Regions from separate parts of the Zea mays genome. Here region 2 is linked to region 1. A link is a contact called in public Hi-C data. All regions are on one chromosome and are shown on one strand. The core of a region is the stretch at or near the end of the contact, and the rest is flanking DNA. Distances in the headings are between cores, read along the strand shown. Region 1 has its middle 20 kb from the start of LOC111590015. Region 2 holds the start of ZCN14 (ZCN14 protein).

Region 1 (5,300 bases), core at 2,011-4,510:
TTCTTATGATCTTATTGCCTTTTGCTCTTAATTGACGATTTTGGTGAGGCAATGGGGTTCAAGGGCCAATAATGATCCCGTTTTGGTGCTTCATGCCAAAGGGGGAGAAATTAAGGCCAAAGCAAATGGATCAGCTACCACTTGAGGAATTTTGAAAATAGTAGAGTTAGAACTTTTGATTTGTCAAAATACTCTTATTGCAAAAACTTGGCCTCTTATGGGGGGAAATTTCAATTATGGGAAAAAGGGGGAGTTTTTGGATCTTAATCAATTTTTCCAGTGGATTATCTCTCTTTATGCCCAAACAAGCGAGTTTGAATTAGAGATAGGAAAATGAATTTGATTTGCAAAAACAAACCAAGTGGTGGCAAGGAATGATCCAAATATGCCAAATTTAAGTCAAAAACAATTTGGTCTTCAATTTGAGTCAATGTTGCATGTATTGCATTGCTTTTTGATGTGTTGGCATAAATCACCAAAAAGGGGGAGATTGAAAGGGAAATGTGCCCTTGGACCATTTCTACAATGTTTTGGTGATTAAGTGTCGAACACATAGTGAGTGAGATATTATGTGCCAAATGAAGAGAGAAGTGCAAATCATGTAATAAGGTATGTTTCTAGACTTAGTACATTGGTTTGAGTACTAACATATTTTGTCTAAGTGCTAGAAATAGAGAAAAGAGAAGGAGAAAAGGACTTGGCTCTGAGCAGCCAATACTCAGCTCAGTCTGGCACACCGGACTGTCCGGTGGTGCACCGGACAGTGTCCGGTGCGCCAGGCTGGCTTCCGGCGAACTGGCCGCTCTCGGGAGAATTTGGCGGCGTATGGCTATAATTCACCGGACTGTCCGGTGAGCCAACGGCCGCCAGCGCAACGGTCGGCCGCGTAATCCGCGGGCGACGCGTGGCCCGCACCAGCGGTCGGCAGGGGGCACCGGACTGTCCGGTGCGCCAACTGCCACGAATCTGCAACGGTCGGCTGTGCCAGAATTGGAAGGAGATCGTGCACCAGACATGAACATTGGCTGTCCGGTGGTGCATCGGACTGTCCGGTGCGCCACCCGACAGAAGGCAAGGATAGCCTTCCTTGTTGGCCTCCAACGGCTCCTAGCTGCCTTGGGGCTATAAAAGGGACCCCTAGGCGCACGGAGGAGTCACCCAAGCACACTCTAAGCATTCCAAGACTTCTAGTCCTCACTTTCACGCAATCGTTCATCGTTCTTGAGATTGGAGCACTTTTCGAGTTGTAAACTCCCCGCGCGTGTTTTGTGTGCTCATCTTCTCACTTGTGTGCGTGTTTGCGGTGTGGATTTAATTCTAGTGTGCGTTGCTCTTCCCGACCTTACTCCGTGCTTTCATTGTGATCTTTGTTGTAAGGGCGAGAGACTCTAACTTGTGGAGATTCCTCGCAAACGGGAAAAAGAGATAAGCAAAGAAAAGTCGTGGTATTCAAGTTGATCATTGGATCACTTGAAAGGGGTTGAGTGCAACCCTCGTCCATTGGGACGCCACAACGTGGAAGTAGGCAAGTGTTACTTGGCCGAACCACGGGATAAAATCACGTGTCTCTTGTGTTGAATTCTTTGTGATTGTCTTGGCCTCAAGAACTCGCTTCGCAACTACTTAGTCACACTAACATTTGTATAACCAAGATTTGTGGCTATTAGTTGTTGAATTTTAAAGGATCACCTATTCACCCCCCTCTAGGTGCTCTCGGGATGTGACATTACCCTTTTTCACATGGACTTGTAATCTTTTAGCCTTTGCCTTCTTATTCAACTCTCTCTCTCTCTCCCTTTCCAACCTTGATTGTTTATGTTGCTTCTTCTTTTATCCTAGACCATCTCCTCTAAAGTAGTTTTATATATTTTTATATACCTAACTACCCTTTTAAGTAGTTTTATATATTTTTACTTTTGAATCATTTGTCCTATGGCTACCATCATGAGGCAAGTGGTATGTTAGAATACAAATATGGCACATGAGGTAAGTATATATGCATACAGTTGCACCATATCGTTATATCATGTGCATTCTTGTTATGAGCATATGCATTGAACCAAGTCGATGAACAAGTTAAACAATTATTCAAAGTACTTTTGAGACAAGTCGGTGAGAAATTTATATGATCATTCCAGAGTGCTCTTACGGATTATGCCGCTGCTTGTTGGCTGCAACCATACCGCACATACATTATTGAATATTGCTCGAAAGAGAGGTATGATGTCGCTTCATACCTTGTTGGATATATGCATATGCATTGCATTAGCCTTTTTGAGGTTTATTTATTTAAATATTTATATTGGCATAAAGTGGATACCAGAAGCATTGCTTTCATTTATACGAGGTCATTATTATATTTATATGTAGAAGTGGTTTAGTTTTTTTTTATATCTTGTTCTTAATCTCTTGATGAGAATTTTGTCGGACTAATAATTTTTATCACAAAATTTGTTTATCGTCATGACATGTATTCTTCTACTCCCTCCTTTCATAAATATATGACACCGTTGTCTTTTTAAAAAAACTTTGACCACTCGTTTAATTCAAAAAAATAATGAGTTATCATTTATTTTGTTGTGATTTATTTTATCACTTAAGGTAGTTTGTGCTTAACTTAAAATTTTACATTTTTGAATAAATATTTTGAATAAGATGAGTGGTGTTTTCGAAAAAAAATCAATGGTGTCATATATTTGTGAACGGAGGTATAGTATGATCAAATCGAAGTCTAGTTAAATTTTAGTTTGAACGACATGTTTAGACAGTTTGTTTGCTGAGGATTTATTCTCAACCCTATCATCTTTTCATGTGTTTTGGATGCTTTGTCCGAGGGGAGGGGATTAACAGATCTTCACTGTTTTATCTATACTTAGTGATAATAATAATAATTCTGGTAGCTAGTGTACTTAGATGATGGTTAGTGGAGCCGACTCCAATGATTTTGTTGTCAGGCTTCGGCCACCAACACAGCACAAGAACACCAGAGGAGCAAGTCCGCAACAACAAGAGCGCACAGATTGGTTGATCGTTTACCTAGCCGTGAATAGTGGAGAAGGTTTGCCTCGCTCTGACCTGATATCCGGATGGAAATTGTCAGGTTACAGGATGGGAATGAGAGCTGGCTACTGTTATGCCATCACATTCAGACAGTAATAGTGCCATCACGTAATAAGTCCCTGAAGACTAGGACTGCATCTGCACCCTGAGGACACACCGTTACTCCGAAATCTGAACGTGCAGTGCTCATCTCTGGCTGTGATATTTAGTCTGCAGTCTCGGAGAGCGTCACCTTCTTCAGTAGGCCCCAAGCCCATGCCTTCTCATGGAGGTCAGGACCTGACTGCGACAGCACATTCAGAGAATCATGAGGATTATAGATCACGACAGCACCTCTAGTGACAGTGAAAGTTAGAGAGGGAGAAAAAACGGAGCCTGTCAAACCTCGTTGCAGTCTCTTTGCCGAGGTCAGAAGAAAGCAGGGATTGATGTATACTGACATAGGAGTATTTTTTTTACCTGCCAAACCACTATATAAGTACTGCGCCATTACTGGAATCAGTCAGCATCAATGGGCGGCATATCCAGTTTCTGAAAAAGACCAGATGACTCTAAGATAAGGTGAGAGAGACAGTGCTGCAGACTAGTCACACCCGAAATCCGTCGAGGATCGATTGGTACTGCTGTTCTGACCTGCGTAAATTTGAGCTCAGTGATCAAATAGGGAGTAAAGAGAGAGGGGCATGGCATATATCGGCGTGATAAACTGAAAATTCTACGAGATGAGAAGATGTAGCGTACAGGTAAATGTGGTAATGGAAACATTTCTTAACAAAAAATAGTAGGACTCTAAATAAATATTAGTTAAAATGAACAAAAATAAGGTTCCATCCTAATTTAATTCGATCCTTAATTTTTATAGTGTAAAATTTAAAACTCATTATCATCCATACTTACGGAGCATGCGATTGGTCACACGTACGTTCTAGATATCTTCATCCATGCATCCAACTTAGGTTCCACTGTTAAGCTGCGTAATAATATAAACGGGAATGAGGACTGATGAACTTACGAGGGAGAACAGAAAGGAAACAGAACAGGTTGGTGGGTTTTGTTCCCGAGAATTTCGACAAACAATCCCCAAAATAAGCTCCATGACACTTTTGATACTGACAACAATAATGGGGATTATTTTCTTTTTCTAAAGTTGGACGTCTGAAAATTAGTATTTCGTAGATGTCCAATGCAAAACAGTCCTATTACCTTAAAAAACGATAAAAACACCAACTTTTTTGGATTTTAGCCATTTTTACTTTTTTTTTGCACAACTATACTCTTTGCAGTTTCATTTCAAAAAATGGACCCCAACCTCGGCGCCATCATCATTGGCGCCGAGGTAACGCACATCGACGTCAGTACCATTGACGCCAACTTTTCCTACGTGACAGCCGATGTGGCAAGTCCCAGGGGGTCGGCGCCATAGATCTTGGCGCCGACCCCCCTTGACGGTGGGGTCCGGTGCTATCCAGGGGGGTCGGCACCAAGATCTATGGCGCCGACCCCCTGAGACTTGCCACATCGGCTGCCACGTAGGAAAAGTTGGCGCCACTATGTGTTACCTTGGCGCCAATGATGACGACGCCGAGGTTAGGGTCCATTTTTTGAAATGAAACTAAAAAGGGCATAATTGTGCAAAAAAACCCCAAAAGGGCTAAAATGCAAAAAAAGTTGGATAAAAACACCCAGTTAAGGACAAGAACACATACTCACGGTTGTAGTCTAGGAGCATGTTTGGTTTATGTTTGTTTCGATGGAAGTTTTGGGCCAATTGCTCAACCAAATCTTTCGATTCATACTTTACGCCTATGCGTGTATTCTCATTTACTCGTTTGGCTTCCAAGCTAGAGACAAAGCTAACCGACAACTCTTAATCACAGTATGAATCTACTCTACCACAATGGATCGCTCATCTTTAGCCGGGTTCAATTCTCCCCTTACGCTCGGCCACTCCGGGGACCTAGTTGTCATGATGCCTCTTGGCTCCCCCGATGATGAGATGTATAGCCTTACGATGAATCTTTTGAAATTCATTCCGTTAGACTAGTTTAGAAGACATAAAATCAGAGTAGATTGTGAGGCTAGAATCCTCTTCTTAGAAATCCGGAGACACTCGTAGATCTCTACTAGCCTGGGGTCTCAAAGAGTCCTTATTAGGCTCGCATCGCGAGAGCTGCCAGCCCCTAAACACTTTAGGGCTCAAAGCCTTATGGGAACAAAAGACCCAGCCCAATTAGGCTTTG
Region 2 (5,300 bases), core at 1,717-4,216, 170 kb before region 1:
GAGTAGGAGTATGAAGTAATTGTATCCACTAGTCTCCCTTGAGTACAAATATTAAACCAATGGTTTAAAGCATCTTCACCAAATCTCTTAGTGTGTGTTTGGTTCAAGGGTCTCATTAGGTCAAGTAGGGTCAAACCCATTTTTGAGAGATAGGGGGTTGGGTTCATTAAGCAAAAAGAATATTCCTCATAGATATGGATTCATCCAATTCATTCGATTCAAGTGGAGCTAATGAACCCACGTCAGGGGCACGTGCGGACGTAGCAAAGCGATGATGGGTCGAGTTCGAGGGTGAGCACGATGATGATCGATGAGGGGTGGTGGTGGCACATAGACCCAACTCCGGTGGTGTAGGCCAAGCTCGAGCACCCGTTGGTGCTAGTGAGGGGTGGCGATTTGGCTGTGGCAAACAGGGACGACACAATGAGCAGCGTAGCTTAAAAACTATGGATGCAGGGCACGATGTAGGAGTTGTGGCAATCGGGCGGTGTGGTACAAGGGTTCCAACCACGTGACATAATGGGGGTATGATGAGCATGATTAGGGAAGAAGGTAGAGCAGGGAAGAGAAAGAGAATGTCACTTGGGATCCATGTGTTAGATTCTCAATCTACATCTATTTCCCAATGAACCAAACATAAAACCTAGAATGACCCCATCCCTCTAACCAAACGTGAGATGAGGTCCACCCAACTAAAAAACTAGGATAGAGGTTAACTATCCCATGTGGTTCCTAAAGCACACACACTTATATCACATCTCAAATACATTATTTTAAAAGAGTATCTTAAAATTAATTTAGGATAAGAGTTAAGAGGGCACTATTGTAGTAGATTTCCTAAAATTCGCTTCCTATATTTCTTTAGGCCGGGATAGATAAGGGAGGGTCGTTTCTTTTATTTAGGAGAAATAATGTATATATCTCTTAAAATTATAGATATAGGAAATAAGATAGAAGATCTTTTGTAGTGCCTCCTCTTTTAAAATGCACACCCTCTTCTAAAATGTTACTCCATCCATTTTTTTATTTGTCACGTTTTAGTTTAAAAATAAACTAGCGGGCGACAAATATTCGAGAACGGAGGTAATATTTTTTTAATATAGGAGACCAGATAGATATATGATATGGTGATGCTCTTATACGGCTACTCATGGTTTAGGAATTTGATGTTTCCAAAGAATTATGGATGGCGGACACGTACGTACGTTATGATATTGGTGCATCTACAGATTATCTACTTCATTTTTTCTACACAGATGGTATATGGGTATTGGTGTTAACTAAATCTAATGCATACGACTAGCCTAAAAGATGTCTGGAATGAGTTACCATCTCAAATAATTTGCCTGGGAAAATAAAAGGCATGGTTGCTATTGTGTGCCTTAAAAGCTAGCTAGTAATACATCAGATCATGTGGTTGTAACATGCGTCTATATCTTCCACAGTTCTGTACAAATATTTGAAATTGCAGAAACTAACATTCTAATCCGTTCTTTTTTATTTGTCCCGTTTTAGTTGAAAAATGAACTAGCCAGCGACAAATATTCGAGAATGGAGGTAATAACTAACTACACATATATAGCGCGAAGAACAAGTCGAATAGATATTTGATATTGTATCTGTGATCAGGGCAGTTAGTAACATCTTTACTCTTAATCGGGATAATGTTTCTACAAATGCGCCCAGGTAGATATCTAATGTCATTCACAACTAAATAGTAGTTTGCTTGCATATATTATTGATCTCTAGAACTGGAAAGGGAGGCTGGTGGACTCTGGATTAGTTTATTTATATCATGCTAGTACACAGTACTACCTACCGTACGAGGTGGAGAATGTAGACAAGATCCTGACAGTACGTGTGTTGTAGCATGCTGAAAGAGACGGGAAGTGGACAGTACGTGTGTTACCATATGCAATGTATATATGTATGTATATATGAAAAATATTTTGCATTTTTAAGAAATAGTTTCTTATATATGTACATTTATGATATATATATATATATATATATATATATATATATATATATATATGTCTCCATGTAGTACATATAAATAAAGTATATGGTCAAACTAAATTATCTACAATAGTATGATCAAATATGCAAGTGCATATAAAGTATATGAGTATGTAATTATGCTTACTTTATATACGATTAAGAATATAGGTTCATTTCAAAAAAATATGTAGTAAGATTTAAAATAGCTTAGACTGATAAATAGATAATTATATATGTACCGAGATCGTTTATTCTAAGGTCATGCTTGCTGCAGAGAAGCAAAGCAGCGAAGCATGCAGTTTGTTTTGTAGACTAGTACGTGGATGGAAACGGATATGCGGCTAGCTAGCTACTAGTAGTAGTAGATTACCAGTGCAGGTACTCCCTGAGGTTGGGATCGCTGGGGCTCGGCGCATCAGGATCTACCATCACCTGCAGATCAGAATTAGTCAGATTCAGGCATGCGGTTTAAGCTGGCTGATGGCTTGGAATCGTGTACAACACGCACGCATGTACTGTCTGTCTATAGTAGGGATGCAGTGGATGAATATAATGAGAAGATCGAGTGAACGGACTGTTACGTACGAGGGTGTAGAAGGTGCGCATGTCGGGTCCGCCGACCTCGACGCGCGGCTGGTCGGCGATGGCGGAGGGCCTGAGCTCGCAGCCGTTGGAGACCTCGCGCGCGGCGTAGGCGACGCGGAGCGGCACCCGGCGCACGAAGGGGTCCACCACGTCGCCGATGATGCGGCCCACCACCAGCGGATCCCCACGCTGCATGGCCGGGCAGAGCTCCTCCTCGATCCTAGCTAGCTAGCTTGCCCAGGGAAGAAGGCAGGCGAGCGAGCGAACGAGCGAGCTCAGCAGGTTGCTATTTCCTCACGCGACTGGTGGGCGAGGTTTAGCAGTAGTAGCAGCAGCTGGCAGAGCGGGCGCGCGTGCGGCAGACGGGGGGCCGTGGTCGTCCCTCGTCCGCTGCTGATTGGACGGGGGGTGGGGGTGATTGTGTCGTCGTCCGTCGTCGATGCGCAGCGCAGCCCAGCCGCGGGCGGCGAGTGGAGTGGGGGAATCGACCGGCCGGCCGGCGCGCGGGGCGTCCGTCCATCCGGTGGGCTCTGCTTGCTGGGTGGGTGCAAGGAAAGGCGGGGTGGGGGAACGGCCGCGGGCGGGTCAGACGGAAATGGACTGTCCCTGCTGCTGACCGCTGTTTGCTAGCTCGTCTAGGAAAGGGAGGGGGCCCCCGGCCCCTCCTCCTGCCCTGCCCAGGATTAGTAAGGAGTAGCTAGTATCTGTTAGTTTTTAGCCAGCTAATTTTTTTTAATACATAACCCATCAGTCAAAACAAATTCTCTTCTCCACCCCCGCTTATAGATGGTCCAATGAGTCGTGCTAAATAAGTCGACACTAAATACAACACGATTCATACTGTTGTAGCATGATACTACACGATTCACATAGTACATATGTGTCAATACAGTAAAAGATCCAATGTCGTATCGAGGTTGTCACCCCATCACAATGGCCTAGCCGCCTAGCACGAACACAACACGACAACATGCTTAGACTAACCGATGGTATGTAAAGGTGATTTATGTTGTGTACATGTGATTATGAATTATGATTTCTTATAATTTTAAATATGATAGATCCGGTCTATATTGGTATAAATATTTATATTTTTACATTATATTTGTAATCTTTACACTATTTCATATTTTTTTGACTGTATAGATAGGCACCGACAATACTAGGTGTTAGAGCAAGTATAATAAATTGATATAAACGAAGTATAAGAGATATCACGTCAGATTTATGGTGACATAAAAACAAGAGGAGTGGAGAGAGAGAGAAAATAGGTAGCTTCTATGTTCGGTTGCGGCTTGCTGCAGCTTTAATTCGACTACGGTTTCTACAATAGTTTGTCTCTATGGAGAGTTATTATATGAGTAGGTATTTAGTTAACTATATACGACATATTAATATCATAAAACCTGTCATTAGCTATATTATTAAACTTGCTCTTTGGTGTCATATACTGCTAAAACTTTTGGCCATGTATGGCACCACTGCCCACTGTAGGGATAGATAGATACTGTTCCATTGAGAAGCTTGACTGCTTGAGGAGCGAGCAGCTAGAGAGGTAGCTGACGGCTGACGAGACAGCGGAGCGGATGGGTGGCCGGGTGCATGGGATTGGAGGACGTACAGCTATCAGCCCCGTCATGTCTCCCCCGCTCTGTCGAGTTCCCATTGGCCGCCCGCCAGACTTTGCTGGCCCACCACGACCACGGCGCGGTAACAGTAACCGCAACACGACGTACGCGCCCGGGACGTCGACACCCGTTTACCAATTACCCCGCACCGCACAGTAAGTACTAAGTAAGCAAGTGGTAAATAATAATAGCGGTCGTAGAAAAAACAAGATGGGTTGACGTGTCGATCTCCTGCGGTGCCTGTCCTGTCCTGGCTTCGATTCCGGTGGAGGGCGAACGATCGAGGTTATTATTGGGTGACATGCGCTAATCATGTGTTCAGTGTGCACTTTTATCCTAATTAGACTAGGTTGTAGACGTGACCCGTTACAACATCTCTAATTACGCCGATCGAGCCGTGGACGAGCAGTCCACTGGTTCGTTCAGAAAAGCTCAAGAATGAGCCAAATAACGTCAACAACACACAAGATTTTCTAGTACTCGACAACGAGCGTGACAAGGCCGGGTGGTGGAGGGAATAAGGCAGCACTAGTACACAGAAGCTCTATAGTGGCGGTCCTAAAGCTATTTGCACTGGCGTTTTTCAGTGCCGCCAGTGCTAGGTGCCAGTAGAAATCGGGCTTTTTCACAGGCGGTTGTTCGTCAGCCGTCAGTGTAAATATCTTTAGCACTGACGGTTTTATTTAGCAGCCCGCCAGTGTAAATATCATTAGCACTGGCGGTTTGCTTAAGAAACCGCATGTGGAAATATTATTATCACTGGCGGTGTCTTAAGCAGCCCCGCCTATGAAAAAATATTGTCTCCACATGCGGTTTCTTAAGAAAACCACCAATGCTATTAGCACTGACGGTTTTCTTTAGCAGCCCGCCAGTGTAAATATCATTAGCACTGGCGGTGTCTTAAGCAGCCCGCCTATGAAAATGTTGTCTCCACATGCGGTTTCTTAAGAAAACCGCCAGTGCTGATATTATTAGCACTGTCGGTTTTCTTAAGTAGCCTGCCAGTGTAAATATATTTAGCACTGGCGGTTTACTTAAGAAACTGCATGTGGAAACATCATTTTCACAGGCGGACTGCTTAAGACA

Evidence for each region. Hi-C and Micro-C count contacts between places; a contact is called where the count stands out from the background.
Region 2: a Hi-C map of leaf shows a contact between it and region 1, with 4 times the contacts expected there. The contact joins the promoter of ZCN14 here to the enhancer-like site in region 1. A contact is called at or near these places in 4 of 25 Hi-C or Micro-C datasets (ear, leaf and tassel).

The regions. Positions count from the first base shown.
Region 1 is chr8:25,816,056-25,821,355 of Zm-B73-REFERENCE-NAM-5.0, reverse strand. No RefSeq gene overlaps it. Among protein-coding and RNA genes, the nearest start is that of LOC111590015, 20 kb to the right of the region's middle. Within about 2 kb of position 3,260, at least 7 of the 20 cell types and tissues checked have an H3K27ac peak or open chromatin away from gene starts, as enhancers often do. A contact at or near this core is called in leaf, where this site is marked.
Region 2 is chr8:25,985,209-25,990,508 of Zm-B73-REFERENCE-NAM-5.0, reverse strand. It overlaps ZCN14 (ZCN14 protein), which reads right to left and starts at 2,966. Exons shown (of 4, transcript NM_001112780.2): 1 at 2,587-2,966; 2 at 2,372-2,433. The coding sequence starts at 2,781.